Regions from separate parts of the Mus musculus genome. Here all the other regions are linked to region 1. Evidence: chromatin contacts called from public promoter capture Hi-C data. All regions are on one chromosome and are shown on one strand. Each heading gives the region's core, a stretch centred on a gene start, on an enhancer-like site or on the middle of the called end of the contact. The rest is flanking DNA. Distances are from core to core; before and after follow the strand shown.

Region 1 (4,172 bases), core at 519-3,018:
AAATTTAGAATTTTCTGTCACTGTAAAAAGTTCTATCAGATATCATTGCTACAAAAAAAGTTCTGGCTCTCTCAGTGAAGAAAAGAGGAATGTGGTATCAGGAAAGATCCTTGGCACATACCAACAGCCCCAGCACTTGGGAACCTGTGTAAAGACTTCTCTTTGTTCACTAAATAAATAGGACAGATAAAAAAATATCAGGGCTTTTAAATACGAGGCAGGAGATTCCATTTAGACCTAATAAATAAGCAAATAACTAACAGGACTTCTAAATATGAGGCAGGAGAGCTATTTGGAAAGCTGTCCTGGGACTTAAAATACAGGTTTAATAGCGAAGAAATCATTTTTTTTCCATTTTAATTAAAACAAGCAAAGCAAGTGCATGGCTAAGAGGACAGTGCCTAACCATTTAATGAGGTAGATTATTTTACAGAAAAGAAGGCTCCACTAAGGGGTATTGATGGGCAGCCACAGGTTTCAGCCTGAATTGGATGAATAATTAGTAGTGCTAATTAGAGCGCATGACCTCATTTGACTGCTGAATCAACTCCAGTCAGTTATTGCCTTAGATAAACGATGTTCGTTTACAGCACACGGCTCCAGAGCATTTCCAAAAGCACATGATCTAATTCCCTGTGAACCAACAATCCCAGACTGCCATAAGGAAGAGTCCATCTCGCGTTAAATCAGTGACATTTCTGTGGTAAAGAGAAGCATCATTACTTTACTGAACATGTATCCCCAACCCTTTTTTCGCACAAACCTAGCCCCAAATTATTCCTCTAAAAATCTTATTTTCAGTCTAGGTTGGTAGCAAGCTAACTTCCGGCACTCAGAAGGCAGAAGCAGGAAGATCTTTGAGATCATCGCCTGCTTGGTTTACATAGCTAGTTCCAGACCATCCAGGACAACACTAGTGTGACCCTGTCTTTAAAAAAGCAAGCAAGCAAACAAAATCCATTATTATTATTATTATTATTATTATTATTATATTTTTTAATAATACGGCATGCTCGGCAAACGCTCTGCTCAGCTATACCCGAACCCCGTTTTTACTTTGTTTGATTTGAGACAGTCTCGCCAAGCTTTTCTAGGCAGACTTTAAACTCGCTTCAGAGCTCAGTCAAGCTTTAAACTTGTGCTAGATCCCTCCCATTCATTTAAAATTTTTTCAAGTTTTAGTTAGACAATAGGACCATAAATATCACGTGGGTCAGGTAGCACGTGACCTGCCCACACGCGTTTACCTTAGACAGATTACCAACCAGGCAGCAGCTATCGAAATAGTTCGTATTTCTCCAAGGTAAAAGCTTTCAACATTCCGTGGAAAAGTCTCAAGTCCAAGGATTCTAAGGTTTACGTGTTAAGTATCCACTTAATATTTTATTAAGCTACATTCATTCTTTCTAAAAAATTTACTACTTTCGTTTCATTACTGGTATATCTGCTTTTTCTCCCGACTACTTTAAAGTTTTAAGCAGCTCCTCCCCTGCGTTTAAGATAGTGCCGGCGCTCGATCAATGCCGCCTGCTCTAGTTTAAAGATTTCATTTCTGGTTTCCTTTAATTTCCTCCAATCTGAGTGCAGCTTCGCCTGTCTCTGGGCTGACGTCACGAGTGCTGGCACTTACTTGCTCTGCGAGTTTTCCCGAGGAGCTGAAGGTTGCAGGGCGGCTCTCAGACCCAGGGGCACCTTAGACTCAGGTGACCTGGTGGGGTCTCACTGCGCTGACTCTTCCCTGGACGCGTGCGGACTTCCTGCCGGAATCTGAAGGGAGACCGGAGTCCCTCCCAGGCGGAGGCTCAGGACACCCTCCCAGCGGAGGGCTGGAGCTCAGTCAGGTGACTAAGGAGTCCTCAGGCCCTCTGTCAGTCAGCGAGTTAACTAGAGAGTGTCGTGCCCCCCCCCCCCCCCCCCCTTTAAAGAAGAGCTCGTTCAGTGAGTAGCAAGTCACCTTCTGCTAAACACCACACCTTTAATTGTGCAGTTTGTGGATGAGACAAAGCCGGAGCTACCTCACACAGTTACAAAATAAATGCTCATTCCATCCCGGTTTGCCTTTGTTGTTAGGCAATCTCTCCTAATTTGCACTCCCAACTCTCATTCCCCCTTTTTAAAGTTGAGACAGCTTATTCCGAAGTTGCCTAGACTGGCTTAACGCTCACTCCACAGCCCAAGTAGACTCTGTGATCCTCCTGCCTCAGCCTCCCATGTAGCTGGAATCATGAGCTTAGACAAATGTAAACAATTAATGTGTGCTACTGTAATGTGAACTAAATGCCTTTGTGGCTTGCTGGCACATTTCAGTAGACAAGGGAGGTGGCTTTATACAAATCCATACACTGGAGTTGCGGAAAATAAAGCTTGGCCCGGGAGGTAATTTCTTTGAAAATAGCTTCCAGGAAGCTTTCCTGTGAAACCAGGCTGTGCATCACGTTCCAGAGCAGTAGCTGTATCCCACCCCACCTAAAGAGCTGTAAGAATCAAGAGCAATGGACAGGAGTGCAGGCTTCGGACATCCGATTGAGATTCAGAGGTAAAAGCAACCACTAGCATATGATGTAGATTTACCTGCCTCTTCTGTAGCTGAAAACCACGTGTGTGTGTGTGTGTGTGTGTGACTGTGTGCGTGCGCGTGTGTGTGTATGTGTGCGCGCACGTCCATATGTGTGTCTGTGTGTGCGCTCGTGTGTGTGTGTGTGTGTGTGTGTGTGTGTGTTTGTGTGTGTGTGTGTTCATCTCTCTCTGTCTCCCTCTCTCCCTCTCTCCCTCTCTCTCTCTCTCTCTCTCTCTCTCTCTCTCTCTCTCTGTGCATGTGTTCGTGTGAGTGTGTGTGTGTGACTGTGTGCGTGTGTGTGTGCGTGCATGTGTGTGTATGTGTGCGCGCGCGTCCATATGTGTCTGTGTGCGCGCTCTTGTGTGTGTGTGTGTGTGTGTGTGTGTGTGTGTGTGTGTGTGTGACAGACCTCTCCTAGACAGCAAGGCTGTCTCTCTAGGCCGGATACTAGCACAGCAGAAGACACAGATGTGAACTTCAAGAAGAGGAAGTGCTAGGTCCTGGCCTAGTCTGAGTTTGAGGCAGGCAGGCCTCTTGGAGTGGATTAAGCTGACACCATCCACTATCTGGTCATGTGAGATTCACAAGAAAGAGAAGAAAAGTGGAGACGTTAGGAGATAAGGTTTCTTGAAAGGAAGCCTTGCTTTTCAACTCTACATCCATCAGAGAACTGCACTGGGAGGCAGAGTATCATGAAGAAAGAAAGAAGGTCATTTTCTTAAGAGAAATGATTAATTTAGTGATTGAAAAAATCGAGAAACTTCCTGTTTATGTGCACACATAAACAGGCAGAGATTTGCTTATTAAGTTTAACTTTATGTACTTTGCAATTAATTTCTTTAAATTTTTCCACATTAAATTAAGGTGTTTTGGCAACAACCATAATGTATATGCAGAGGACCTAACGCAGACCCATGGCAGGCTCTGTAATTGCCGGTTCAATCTCCGTGAGCCTCTATGAGCCCTGCTTAGTTGATTCTGTGGGCCGTGTTCTTGTGTTCCTCTGGTTCCTACAATTCCCCGCCTCTTCCACGGGGTCTCCGGAGCCCAAGGGGAGGAACCCAGTGGAGATCTCCAATTTGGGCTCTATGAAACTAATGTTTGACTGTGGGTCTATGCATCTGTTCCTCTCAGCTGTCAGAGGAAGCCCAACTGAGTATTTCAAACTAAGATAGGTTTGCATACTCTTTAGACATCATCTATTGTACACACAGTAGAAGACACTGTAGGAGGAACTTTTATATGTACTGGGCAAGCAAAACATTCCCATGATTCACGTTGCTACTGTCTTTGCTCTACTGCAGCTGTCTGGAGCAGAGTCAGCACAGTTTCCAAGTTAAGCCAACAGTACACAGACCCAGACTCTTTCCCAAAGATACAGAACATAAACAGAATCTAAGATATCATCACTTTATGACCAAAGAGACCCTGTGGCCACACCCTTCACTATTGTTTTAAACTGATATGAAAAACAGACTCCCTCTGTTGAGAATTCCCTAAAATGTAAACGTATGTTGGAGCTCGTTTCAGGCCTGAGAGCTCTTTCTATGGACATTTCTGTCTAGTGCTTCGCACATCATACTAAAGAGAGCCCTAGCCTGAAAGACTCTGATAC
Region 2 (4,137 bases), core at 1,003-3,502, 1.1 Mb after region 1:
ATTAACAAACCCAAGCAGCTGGGTATACCTGTGAGGGATATTTTTTTTGTAATTAAATCATTTAAAGTGGGGAGACTCACTTTGAATCAGGACCTTTGAAGTGGGAATATGTACCTTTAATCCAGATCATTGGAGGTGGGAAGGTCCTCCTTTAACCCGGGCTACATCTTCTGTTGGTAGCCTATATAAAGGGCAAAGAATAAGGAAATTGACTCTGTCTGCTTGTTTTCATTCTTGCTGGCAAGTTTTATGCCTTCACTGGAATCAGAGCCTACTTTCCAGGATTCCAGAATATACTGAAGACCAGTGAAGACATCTAGCCTCTTGGCCTAAGCAATTACTAGATTCTTGGACCTTCTGTTTTTAGGCAGCAGCTGTTGGACTAGCTAGACCACAGTTTGTAAGCCACTCTAATAAATTCCCTTCATACACACACACACACACACACACACACACACACACACACACAGATACACACACACACACACACACACATACATTCTGCCATGTTTGTTCCTCTAGAGAACCCTGACTAAGACACTTCTTTTTCTGTTTTCTGACAGAATTATATCTAACTGGTCGTGGTTCTTATTTATATTAATTCTTTGAATATTTATGAAGATATGCTAGCAATTGTATATTGGGGGTTGGGATTTTCATTGTAGGAAGGGATTTGGATACTATATTTAATTTTTCCCGTTAAACTGGATAATGTTTGTCCTGTAGTCTCTGAATAATTATTGGATATGTCTATGTACCAAACGATGTATCCAAAGCATGTTAGGAACCCTTTGACCTGAGTTTATGGTAATGGAACAAGGTAAGAAATGTGTGTTCTTATAGAATTCACATTTTGAAGGGGAGACAGATTTTCCAGCAATACAGCAATAAATACAATATTTCAGTTATGATTAATTCTAAGTAGATGTTTCTATTGCCATGGGAGTGGAAAAGTTGAAAATGGAAAGCTTTGATTTAATCTAGATATATTAGGAGTGTTTTTTATGAGTAATTTATATAAATTATTGTGTTTTCAACTTGAATTTAAGCCATTCCTTTCGTTTTTAAAATATATTCTTAATGTAGTTGTTCTTTTCTGTGCTACACTTCTACCTTGGACTCTGAATGCAATTATATCTCTAGTTCAGTACAAAATATCCTGATTACAAGAGAAACCCTGTTTTCTATGTGTCCTACCATTGGGACAGCTGATTTCATTATCTTGGCTGCCATTGCCTCTCCCTACCACATGGTGTCTCTGTTGACAACTGGACAGCCATAGCCACTGAGCCTTGCACCTCCTAAGAAGGGTGGCATTTTGAAATCAACATTGCAGGGATTTTGAAGTCTTGCTACTGGTTGCTATTAACCATAGCTGTTGGCAGCCATGGCCCAGACTCTGCTAGCACTGTTCGAGAAATATTCCCAGCAGTGTCTTGGCAGATGAGAAACACTATTATAGGCCTATGTAGATTTAGTTAGCTCTTGTATTTCTCAAGACTCTGGGAGTCTTGGATATCTCTTTTTACTGTTTACCGTGGTAAGAGATAACTAACCATTTATTTGGTTTCTAATACCAGCCAAACACAGAAAATACCTATGGATTCCATTTGCTACTAGGGAGAATAATTTGTTCAGAATGATCTGGGAACCTGCTTTCCAATTTCTGGGAGACTTATCCTCCCAGGGATTCCATAGATGACTTTCTAGCATTTCCATCACAGCAAAACAAAGGCAGAATCAAAAACATATAAAAGGTTGTTTTATTAAACCCCTTTTTATTCTAGGTAGCATTGCCAAGGGGGAAGTATTAATTGATTCTAATATTAGAAAAATGCTCATGCATCCAATCATAGCAACCAGACTGTTCCTCGGGGCTTTACCTCTTATTGTTCTTGTCCTTCCTCGATCAATTTCAGTTTGTCTATATCTTTTCAAAAATGCAGTGACCAAAAGTGCCACAATATCCAAATAACTAGCTAGTGAATGCATAATGTAGCACACAGATTGCTTCCAAATGTTCTGCACATTGTTCTGCTTAATAAATTCCAGAATCATAGCGTTGCAGTTTAGTGTTAGCCTCAGGTCTTTCTTGTCTGTGTCCGTAGTCACAACTTCCAATATTTTTATTCCTTTACTACAATTTTATTTTGTTTCAGAATCCAGCATTTTTGTTAATGTCATTTTGACTCTTCTTTGAACATTCCAGAAAAATGCTGAGATTTCCAGATGCCAATATACCTGACGCCCAACCCCTACGCATGTGCTAGTTATTCAGTAGTTTCAAAACTGAGTTCTTTAATAACTACTGTGTAGTTTTCTAAATATATCATAACTCTAATGGAAAAAAGCATCTTTGAGACAATAGGTCACAATGTTCTTCTGATTTTCACAATGTTCTTCTGATCCTGGGAAAAAGTAATTATGTTTTTCTCCCACTTGAGTAAAAATGCAATAATTCTGTTCAAGACAAAAAACAATTCTATGTCCTCCTACAAGTTCTATAAGAACCACTCAATGAAAAAAAAAAACAAAAACAAAAAAACACTTCTTCCTACAATGTGCTATAAGAACAACTCCATTGAAAACACTCTTCCTACAGTGTGCTATAAGAACAATCTACTGCAAAGATATCCTCCTACAATGTGCTATAAAACAACTCCTTTGAAAACAGTGTCCTCCTACAATGTGCTACTACTAAAGAAAGCCTTGGCTTTCATGTCTGAAAGCAAACAGATTGATCCAACATTCCTGAATATCCCTGGTTGTTTCCTAAGCTTCTGTCTGTAAATTTTAAAGCATATTGCACTGTTTTAAAAACAAAATAAATTCAATTTGCTCATCTAAAAGTCACAGAATCAAGTATAGCCAGGAAGCTTAAATTTTATTGGCAGTCATTAAATAAGCACCACAATAAGTAATGTGGAGCTTAGGCAATTTTTAAAGAGATTCATCCAAAATCAATGATCAAAATTAAATTAACAACTAGTTAATGGTTGTAAATTATAAGGTCCTTTTTTTCTCCATACAACGCTGTCTCTACACTTCACACATCAATTTGATGTGAAATTTAAATAATACAGTTAATATACATTGCCAATTACTCCTTTGTGGGTATGGTATATTTTTACCCTTCAGTGAGCTCCAAATTAGCACTTCAACAAAGGGTCTTGTGGAAGTGGAATTGAGAGTCAGCAAATTATTTAGCTAGGATTTCCTGCTCACTAGCTTCGAATGACGTCCACCTATGAAGAATCCAAAGGGAGTCTAGGAAGTAGGACAGACTTGTGACTCTCCTCTGCCACCAACACTGAGAACTGTAGCAGGTTTCATCATTCAGCTTTTTCTACTTCCTGCTTCTGCTCAATGATACAAATGGCAGTCATGAAGTGTCCTGCCTTGTCGTCTCTTTGAATCTCTGGTTATTCTGATCTCTTCCAATTGTTTGCAGCATTGAGGATGGTAGCTAATTCCTCCTATTTCTTTCTGTGGTTTGTCTCAGTGTTTTTCCAAGACGTGGGAAGCAGATCCTGTATTAATACTTCCTACCTCAGATCGCTTGCTCACTCATACCAGAAAGAAATCTGGACTTTTTGTTTCTCTATTCTGAACTTTATACAATTAAATTCAATATTCTTTGATTTGAGAAACAGAGAATGGTGGAAGAATGCTGAAATCAAGTTCTCTAAAAATGGTCAATGCTGAGAGCTGAGGAGTTAGCCTAGAGCAGAATACTTGTCTAATATTCAGGAGGCTTTCCACCTAATCCCAGCACTAATGAGAAAAATAAAATAATAGCTGTTAAAATAGTCAATTGTGGATGCTCACAGTCATCTATTGAATGGAACACAGAGTCCCCAATGAAGAAGCTAGAGAAAGTACCCAAGGAGCTGAAGGAGTCTGCAGCCCCATAGGAGGAACAACAATATGAACTAGCCAGTACCCCCAGAGCACCTGTCTCTAGCTGCCTATGTAGCAGAGGATGGCCTAGTTGGCCATCAATGGGAGAGAGGCCCTTGGTCTTGCAAAGATTCTATGCCCCAGTATAGGGCAGTGCCAGGGCCAGGAAGTGGGAGTGGATGGGTTGGGGAGCAGGGGGGTGGGGAGGGCATAGGGGATTTTCAGAGAGGAAACTAG
Region 3 (4,258 bases), core at 437-2,936, 2.0 Mb after region 1:
ACTTTAGAATGGACAATTCAAAGATTCCATTTTCTCATGCTGATGGTACAAAGTGTGCATAGAATATTTACAAAGTTTTCTCTTTTTTTTCTCAGTGTGACCTCTGACTCTGAAAGAGCACCTATCCTTCCTTTCTTCTGATTGTCTCCTCCATCCTTAAAATTCTGAGAAGACTAGAAAATTAAACTGATTTTAGCAAAGTTAAGTTTGAATACTTCAATATATATTGGGTCTCTATGCTGAGTGTTTCTAAGAGTACAAGTTGTTTAGTACCTCAAGGAGATGGAGAAAGAAGAGCAGGGGAAGAGAATAAAGAGGACACACTAAAGAAACAAAGAACTAAGCAACAAATACCACCTCACTACAGGGATCCTAATCCCCAGTCTTACAGAATTTCTTCCCCCTCTTCAGCAATGATCCCTGAGCCTTCGGGAGAGGTTGAGTGATACTGATGTGTCATTTAGAGTTGGTTGCTTTACTGTAGGTTTAATAGTAGTGGGTTTCTCTTTATTAATCTCCATCTACTGGATCAAAAGGGAGCTTCTCTGATGAGGGTTTAGAGAGGCATTAATCACTGAAGAGTTAAGACTTTACAGGTTAGTTTATTACTGTATCTATTGACAACACCATTGCACACACGAATTCACAGTTCACAGACAACCTGCACAAGGTCAAGAGAGATAAAGTCCAAGCATGAATGGAGGATGAGCTACAAAACATTTACAGTTTTCAAGGCTAAAATCATGTTTAGACCTATTTCCAGTTAAAATGACAGCTCCTACACATGCATGCAAATAATATTATATGGACTGAGTTGGATATAAATACAATTCACTTATATGGATTTACGTTATATATATAAATATGGATGTAAATTTTACCTATAACATATATAAAAACATATTTATACATATAAGAACATATTTGTAACCTATATTACATATATAAATATATAATATAAAAATATATAAAAACAATTAAAGGAAAAGAAGCTATGGATTTGAGAGAGAAAAGAGGTTGATGGGAGTTGTTAGAGGATGAAAGAGGAAAGGAAAATAATATAATTATACTTTAATCCAAAAATTATTAATTTTAAAAGTGTCCTGTAGAACCAGCTGCTATTATGCATGGGAGAATATTTTATCATATGACGTTGGTGAAGGAGTATGGCAAGATATATATTTTTCAGCTCAGGTATGGGCAAGCAAAAAGCAAACAAGCAAGGTTGTATAAAATGACAATGTAAACAACTCAAAGCAACTTATAAGGCTTATGTTTTGGGAAACCAAACTGTAGGATAGGAAGTTCCTTAGGTGAATGATTCAAAACTATGGTTTCAAAGAACCTTGTAGGTTGCCATGAATCTTCATTAAAATATTTTAACTTAATGGAATATATTAAACTAATCATCCAGAAATACCATGCTCTGATTCAAAGCAAAACTTGTGCATTTTCAAGACTTATTTTTTGAACAATAAAAATAAAGGTAACTTTTACTACCTTTATTTTATGTTATAGGATATATGAACTAACTCCTCGTGCCAAGCCCTACAAATCAAATGTAAATGAGGGTAAAGTGCGGGAGACAAATAGTCTCCTCCCCCCCCCCCCCTCATGTCCAGACAGTCTTGGAGAGGAGCTGTGGGTCTGTGTACCAGAGGCTTTGCACGGAGAACTCTGGCCCTGCCTGGTGTGAGAATTCCAGCGAGGGGAAGCAGTGCAGGCAGGGAGGGGAAGTCCCTTCTGCCAGTTCTGCGGCTGCAGTTGACTCCACCTTGTCTCTGCCATGCCTTCTAGGTTTAAAGATTTCTCCTTGCTGCCCTGCAAGTAGGGCTGGGCCAACAACAGACTGACCAGGCAGTGAGGAGTGCAGCAGAGCTTTAGGCAGCACTTGGGGAGAGCAGACCTTTTCCAAAATGTTACAGCTCTCAGAACAGAAGGCTCAGACGATGGAGTAGTTCTCCTACACTTTTAATCCTTCCGGATAGGATTTTTACATACAGCTTTGGTGTGGGTAAGGGTCTGAAAACAAATGCTTCTCGTTGGTTTGGTATGAGAGCTTTGGGGAAACCTTATTTGCATGTGGGAGGGCTTGGTGCTGCTCTGCGGGGGTGGGGTGGGGAGCTGTAGGAGGCTGTAGCTATGTGAGACAGCACACAGGAGACAGGAACCCAGGAGGCGTGGCTGAACATTTGTCATCCCATGCAGGTGGAAGTCTCCACCCATCTGGTCACCAGGGTTCCAGACCTTTGCTCAACCGGGGACCAGGCTGTCAGTGCACAGCCGACTGCTGCACAAGGAGCTATATCACCTGTGTTGATAATCATGTTAACTCTGAAACCAGCCTTGTAAATGTACCCTCTGCACTCACTCTCTCCAAACAAACTCTTCTCAGTTCAAGGCAGGACAGGATATGATTCTTGCGTGTCTTAAAGATGTTCCCTTTCTCTGCCCCACACCCGGCTTGTATATGGACTTCACTGCTTATTACTGTCTTCTAATTATTTCACACAAATCCCTGCCAAAACCCAGAAACGGCAGACCAAAGCTCATAAAGAATAGCGGGGGACATTTGCAGACTATGAAGGCTCACGTGAACAATTTTACTTTGTGTGTGGATGTGTTTGTGTCGATGCATGTGTATGCGTAGAAAAGTGTCCATGTGCATATCAGTCAGAGGACAACATTGCCTTCGGTTCCCTAGGCACTGTCCACCTTTTACTTGAGATAGGTCTCTCGGTGGCCTAGAAATTTGCCGAATAAGTAACAATAAGTTTCCAGGGATCCAGTGCCTCTACTTCACAAACTGTCATCTCTCCGGTGACACGTGTTTGCTGCTTTGTCTGGGGTTTTAGACAGGGTGTGGCGATCTGGACTCTGGTCCTTATACTTGCAAAGCAGGTATTCTCTCTACTGAGATGCCTTCCCAGGAGGTCTCACTTTAAAGTACATACTTTTGTCAGCTGTATTGGGTGAGGAAATTGAGTGAAACTTGATAACTTCACCCGTTCCAATATGATACTTGAAGACAAAACTGATAGAGCTTTTACAAAATCTCAACTCAAATTTCAACACCAGAAAGGAACAAACTGCACACTCTGGTCTGGTGAAGATAACATAGTTGAATTCCAAAAGAGCCGTGAGTACATAAAAACATTTTCAGCCGTCATGCTGCTTAATCTTTTGTTCCATTGTGGATATTTATATGAATTATGGTAAGCAAAGATAAGAAAAAACTTATCACAGTCATGACTTTTAGTAGAACAGTCAAGAGTTAAGTGATCATCACTGCTGTTCAGTTCTAGAACATTTTCAACATACAGAATGCAAACTCCATCCCAATTAAACAGCAATGACTCATTGCCTCCCTAGCCCTTGGTCATCTTTGGCACACTTACATTTTCTCTGAGTTCTTCTATTCTGGCCACCACACTTAAGACTGATATAGGATGTGTCTTGGTGTCTAGTTTATTTTCCCCCATATGGTTTTCCCAAATGTTGTAAGTTGTTTTTGTAATGTCCACCACAGGTCCACACAGTGAACACTGATCCCCCATCCCATAGTGCTATTAAGAGGTGATGGACTCCACAAGTGGTAGAACCTACAAAGAGGAAATTAAGACATTGTGGATGTGAACTAGCAGGAGATAGCAAGATCTGACCTTTTTTTTCTTCTTCATTTTCTCCCTAGCCAAACCGTGACATAACCAGCTTCCTTGGACATGCATATACAAAGTTCTGTTTGCCTGAAATACAAAGAGCCAACCTATTACACATAGAATAAAGGCTTTTTTTTAAAGTTGAATTGTCTAGGCTTTTTAAAAAATATATATGTATATGTAATAGTGAAAAGGGCACTAGCCAACCAAAGGTCATTCATATGGAGCATGCTTCAGGATTTTATTTATTTTGATGGTTGAACTTTATAAAGTAGTTTTATTTGTAAATACTTTAGTTTTGTCAACAGACAGAATCAAGGGCCCCATGCATGTAAGTGGACTACTACTGAGTTATATCCTCAACCCTCTCTTGCAAATATAATTAAATTATATATACATCATCTGTTGTAACATTTAATTATTTTCCTACATTTTAAGCAAGAGAATTTCGGCAGGCTGGACAGAAGTTCAGACTACTGATGGACATCTATACCTTTTTAAAACAGGGCCTCAGGACCATTATCTTAGAGTCTCTTGTACCAGCTAGGCAACAGTTTCTTCATGGTTGGCTCATGTTGGGAGCTATTAAGACAACACTA
Region 4 (3,966 bases), core at 472-2,971, 1.9 Mb after region 1:
TCAAAAGAAACATATATTGATGTAGAGACAAACACACTGGCAAACACAGAAATCTCATAAAAACACAAAATCAGATACCAAGTTATATAAACAAAATGCCTACAAGGAAAGGGAAAAAGAAAGAAAGAAAAATGAAAAATAAAATGCTCAGACACATGGAGAAACAAAACCAAATCCAAACAACAACAACAATAACAAAAACCCTCCAAAACTACAATGGGATTTGGCCTGGCCTTAAAAGTGGTTTGTATGCCCAATTAGACACCTTTGGAGACAACTAATTTTCATTATGAGTGGTTATCAATTAGTTATAGCTTCTGGGTTGGAAATGTCAGCTGGACTGCTGGGCATGGTGTCACACGTCTTTAATCCCAGCACTCAGGAGGCAGAGGCAGGCAGATTTCTGAGTTCCAGGCCAGCCTGGTCTACAAAGTGAGTTCCAGGACAGCCAGGGCTACGCAGAGAAACCCTGTCTCGAAAAAGAAACAAAGAAAGAAAGAAAGAAAGAAAGAAAGAAAGAAAGAAAGAAAGAAAGAAGGAGGGAGGGAGGGAGGGAGGGAGGGAGGGAGGGAGGAAGGAAGGAAGGAAGGAAGGAAGGAAGGAAGGAAGGAAGGAAGGAAGGAAGAAGGAAATGTCCGCTGGAAACACAGACGTTATTAAAAAGCGAATTATACAAACTCATAGGTACACATATTTGAATCAGAAGCATCACTCATGGGAAACGTTAAGTTTTGCGTGATTGTGTTTTTTGGCTACCATCTGTTCTTCGAGTTATTTCTGTGTGTGGGATTCACACATCAAAAGTTCTATACAAGGATGCAGTCTTAACACTGTATTCAACGTTGTGCCTGTTCGTTTCCAACAACAGTAAGCTTCACCAGAGAAGCTATATTAGCAAAACTGGCAAACACTAGAAACGGGGCAACCTCCCCTGGAAGGCCAGCCAATGGTCTCTGCTCTGAGCTCATTACTAACTCTTCTCTGGATATACAGTTTTTCAGAACTCTGGATGTACTTTCTCAGTCCCTTTACTAAGTAATTTCTAGATAATTAAACTGATCAAATGATTGTCAGCAACAGGTTTATGAGTACAAGGAAATGCCAAACAAGTAAAGAACTGTGAACAGAAGGCCCTCTCCTGGCGCAGTCCGCATAGTTTTATTCTAATGGGTCATAGTGACTGTAGTGACATGTCTTCTCCCTAGTCCCCAAACTATCACATCACATGGTAAGCTACATGAGGCCCCTGGTTTAGTTCCTTGCGATTCAGAGATGTATAGCAAATAAAGGCTCTTTAAATTATGAATTCTTGTCTCATCCTTGATCTCATTGGGAAACAGATAGAGCAGAGTAGATTTCACTGGAGAAACTCGATATTACGGAGACAATAAGCTATGAGGAATAACTCTAAAGATGTAGTGATAGCATTTAAAGGACGTTGGGCTGCCCACAGGAAGGGCAAACTTGGTCAGGAAAATCCCCTGTTCCATTAGGCCTGAGGCTTGTTTGGGAGGGAGTGGTTACAGCTCCCGGGATGGCAGAAGGGGCTACTGGGGTTTCTGGGTCGAAGCTGGTCCACACTCAGCAGACAGGAAGGAAATGAGCCAGCCTGCTGGGTGCGGGCATTCAGCCCATTAAGCAAAGCCACAGAGGAAGTCCTGGTGCTGCTAACGACTCTAAGCCTGGAGCATTCAGTATCAGTACGCTTCAAGTACAACTTTCTGAAGGTGATCATAGGGCTTGATGTGAGCCTATGAGGTCACCGCGTCCACTGGGTACGTGGCTGGATAAAAAAGCCACCACATGTTCTCACCACACACCCACATCATGTACGGAATAATGCAGCAGAAGCCAGAAGGGTAACGCCAAAGCAAAACTGCTCAGAGGAAAAGCATAAAAGAGAGGAAGAAAGAAAGAAAAAAAAAAAAAATCCCTTTTTTTTCTTCAGCGTGTCTCTTGCGCCCTCTATTGGCAAAGTAGATATCTTGCGGCGTTTACAGAGTTGTTTTGTGTTTGGAAGTGAAATTGGCAGTGTTCTCTCTCGATCCTCACTAGGGGGTCTTGGCTGACACATTTGTAAAGTTAGTCCCTCCATTTTGAAATGGTATTTTTCCTTGTCATCTTGCCCTATCAAATTTGTAAGTCGGAAATTCAGCGTTCCCTTGATGACTCTCCAGCGACTTTCTCCATAGCAAACATCTGCCTCAAATAAACTCTCCTTTTTTCTGTCAACCTCAAACTTATGTCATTATCTGTCCTATGAACGACTATATTTATTCCTTGTGAAAAAAGAGATAAGTGCCTGTAGTTCATGAGACATTTCACTTGGCATTTCAGGTAGATAGATATAATCTGTTTATGTTATTATAATTTAAACTGCACTGTAGAGGTAGAATAACAGCTCTGTCAATTAGAAACATTAGGAATTCCATACAAAAATATTGAAATAATATGATAGTCATGATAAAAATAATGATCACAACAAAAACATTCTTAATAGGAAATTGCTTATAACCTGTCAGTAAGATTAAAACTAGGTAGAGGCTCTCAGGGGTTATCACTTCCAAACAGGGGGGAAAACAATCTCTGAAGTCAAAAGTAAAAATCATTTAAGGCTGTGAAAATTATCTTAAGAATAATAAACATGTGTTTGGAGGGAAGAGGGTCTGTAAAGCCATCCAACCCATGGACCATATTAAGACTCAGAAAACATATTAAAGATGTAGGTATTTTCCGCAAGATCTTTGATATTATTTCCAGTGGTTCCTCGTCTGGCTCCCTTTTGTGAATCTTTTCTGCTAAGCCTCTAATCCAAATCTTGTTCTCCAGGTCTCCTTTTCTATCACAGTCTTGTAACCATTCATCTTTATGTGTTGTTAGAGCCCAGTCCTATCCCCTTCCGAGCTTCCGTCCGAAAGAAGATGCTCAGCCATTCTCTACTCCATTACCTTGTGCTTCACTCTGTGTACCTTTGGGGTGGAGCTCTTTCCGACTCTGAGTCAGCTTGCTTGCTCTGCGGTGTGCTTTGAGGCTACTTGGTGTTTTAGTTAGCTTTTCAAGTACCACAGCACAAACCTTGAGATGGACCTATCAAAAAGCGAAGAGATCTTTATTTTAGCACATTGCTCTGGAGGTTCAAATATAATATCGGGTGGCTCAACTGCCCTTAGCCTCGGATGAGTGTCATGCATCACTATGGACTCGAATACTTTCTGGTCAAGACAGGAAGCAAGGAAAGATGAGAATCCCACAGTACTCTTAGACATATGCAGTCAGTGACTTCAGGAGATCATGCTAGGCCCTGTTATTTTATTTTTAGCATTTCTCAACAGGCCAACCTGGAACCCAAACTCATAACACATGGACTTAGCTGGGAGAAATTTGCGACTAACCCACAAACCTCAAGAACCTGGTAAAGAACTGGAAAATTATAGCATTAGACAATGAGAAATCTGAGCTCCCTGCCACTAGCAAACAGTGGAGACCCTTGCCAACATCCATGAGAAGCAACTATCCCAAACAAATCGTTAAGGTTAATAAAGGCCTAGACATGGTAACTGAAAGGTCATGAGAGTCTGGACGAAAGGGAAAAACCAAGTACAACCTTCCTAGTTTCTAGATACTAAATAGACCAAGAGCTATTCACATGAATGCATAACCAGTCAGGCTTTCCATTGATCTGAAGTTATCTACCAATTAAATTTCACAGGGTTGACCTTAAAAATTATCTAAATACCAAGATATATTTTTACGTTTTTAGTATTTCGTTTATAACAGTTATCTGGAAAGAAATTCCATGTGATATTATGATATATTGGTACAGAAGTCACAAGGTTTGATATTTGTAGAGTTCTACCTGAAAGTGCAATTATGATGTATTAAGAGTCAAAAACAAACTCAATAGACTCAATAGACTCGTATAGACATAGAGACACATACATTTAAACACACAGAAATCTCATACAA

What was found. Promoter capture Hi-C pulls out the DNA fragments that hold promoters and counts their contacts.
Region 2: a contact with region 1 is called in a promoter capture Hi-C map of second pharyngeal arch cranial neural crest, with 3 times the contacts expected there. The contact joins the enhancer-like site here to the promoter of Tmem144 in region 1. A contact is called at or near these places in 6 of 39 promoter capture datasets (the 3T3-L1 cell line, 3T3-L1-derived adipocytes, cranial neural crest and 3 more), 1 of 15 datasets of contacts at CTCF or cohesin (the NIH/3T3 cell line) and 2 of 115 datasets of contacts at active chromatin or transcription factors (embryonic forebrain and large pre-B cells).
Region 3: a contact with region 1 is called in a promoter capture Hi-C map of stem cell-derived epiblast-like cells, with 4 times the contacts expected there. The contact joins the enhancer-like site here to the promoter of Tmem144 in region 1. A contact is called at or near these places in 4 of 39 promoter capture datasets (cranial neural crest, embryonic stem cells, maxillary cranial neural crest and 1 more), 1 of 15 datasets of contacts at CTCF or cohesin (the NIH/3T3 cell line) and 1 of 115 datasets of contacts at active chromatin or transcription factors (embryonic limb bud).
Region 4: a promoter capture Hi-C map of cranial neural crest shows a contact between it and region 1. The contact joins the enhancer-like site here to the promoter of Tmem144 in region 1. A contact is called at or near these places in 1 of 39 promoter capture datasets (cranial neural crest), 2 of 15 datasets of contacts at CTCF or cohesin (large pre-B cells and pro-B cells), 2 of 484 Hi-C or Micro-C datasets (cumulus cells and embryonic fibroblasts), 1 of 115 datasets of contacts at active chromatin or transcription factors (large pre-B cells) and 1 of 9 other capture datasets (liver).

What each region holds. Positions count from the first base shown.
Region 1 is chr3:79,841,141-79,845,312 of GRCm38.p6, forward strand. It overlaps Tmem144 (transmembrane protein 144), which reads right to left and starts at 1,769. Exons shown (of 12, transcript NM_001379543.1): 1 at 1,631-1,769.
Region 2 is chr3:80,957,514-80,961,650 of GRCm38.p6, forward strand. No RefSeq gene overlaps it. Among named protein-coding and RNA genes, the nearest start is that of Gm29808, 32 kb to the right of the region's middle. Within about 2 kb of position 2,253, at least 63 of the 459 cell types and tissues checked have an H3K27ac peak or open chromatin away from gene starts, as enhancers often do. A contact at or near this core is called in second pharyngeal arch cranial neural crest, where this site is marked.
Region 3 is chr3:81,833,810-81,838,067 of GRCm38.p6, forward strand. No RefSeq gene overlaps it. Among named protein-coding and RNA genes, the nearest start is that of A830029E22Rik, 34 kb to the left of the region's middle. Within about 2 kb of position 1,687, at least 56 of the 459 cell types and tissues checked have an H3K27ac peak or open chromatin away from gene starts, as enhancers often do. A contact at or near this core is called in embryonic stem cells and stem cell-derived epiblast-like cells, where this site is marked.
Region 4 is chr3:81,781,465-81,785,430 of GRCm38.p6, forward strand. No RefSeq gene overlaps it. Among named protein-coding and RNA genes, the nearest start is that of A830029E22Rik, 19 kb to the right of the region's middle. Within about 2 kb of position 1,722, at least 126 of the 459 cell types and tissues checked have an H3K27ac peak or open chromatin away from gene starts, as enhancers often do. A contact at or near this core is called in embryonic fibroblasts, where this site is marked.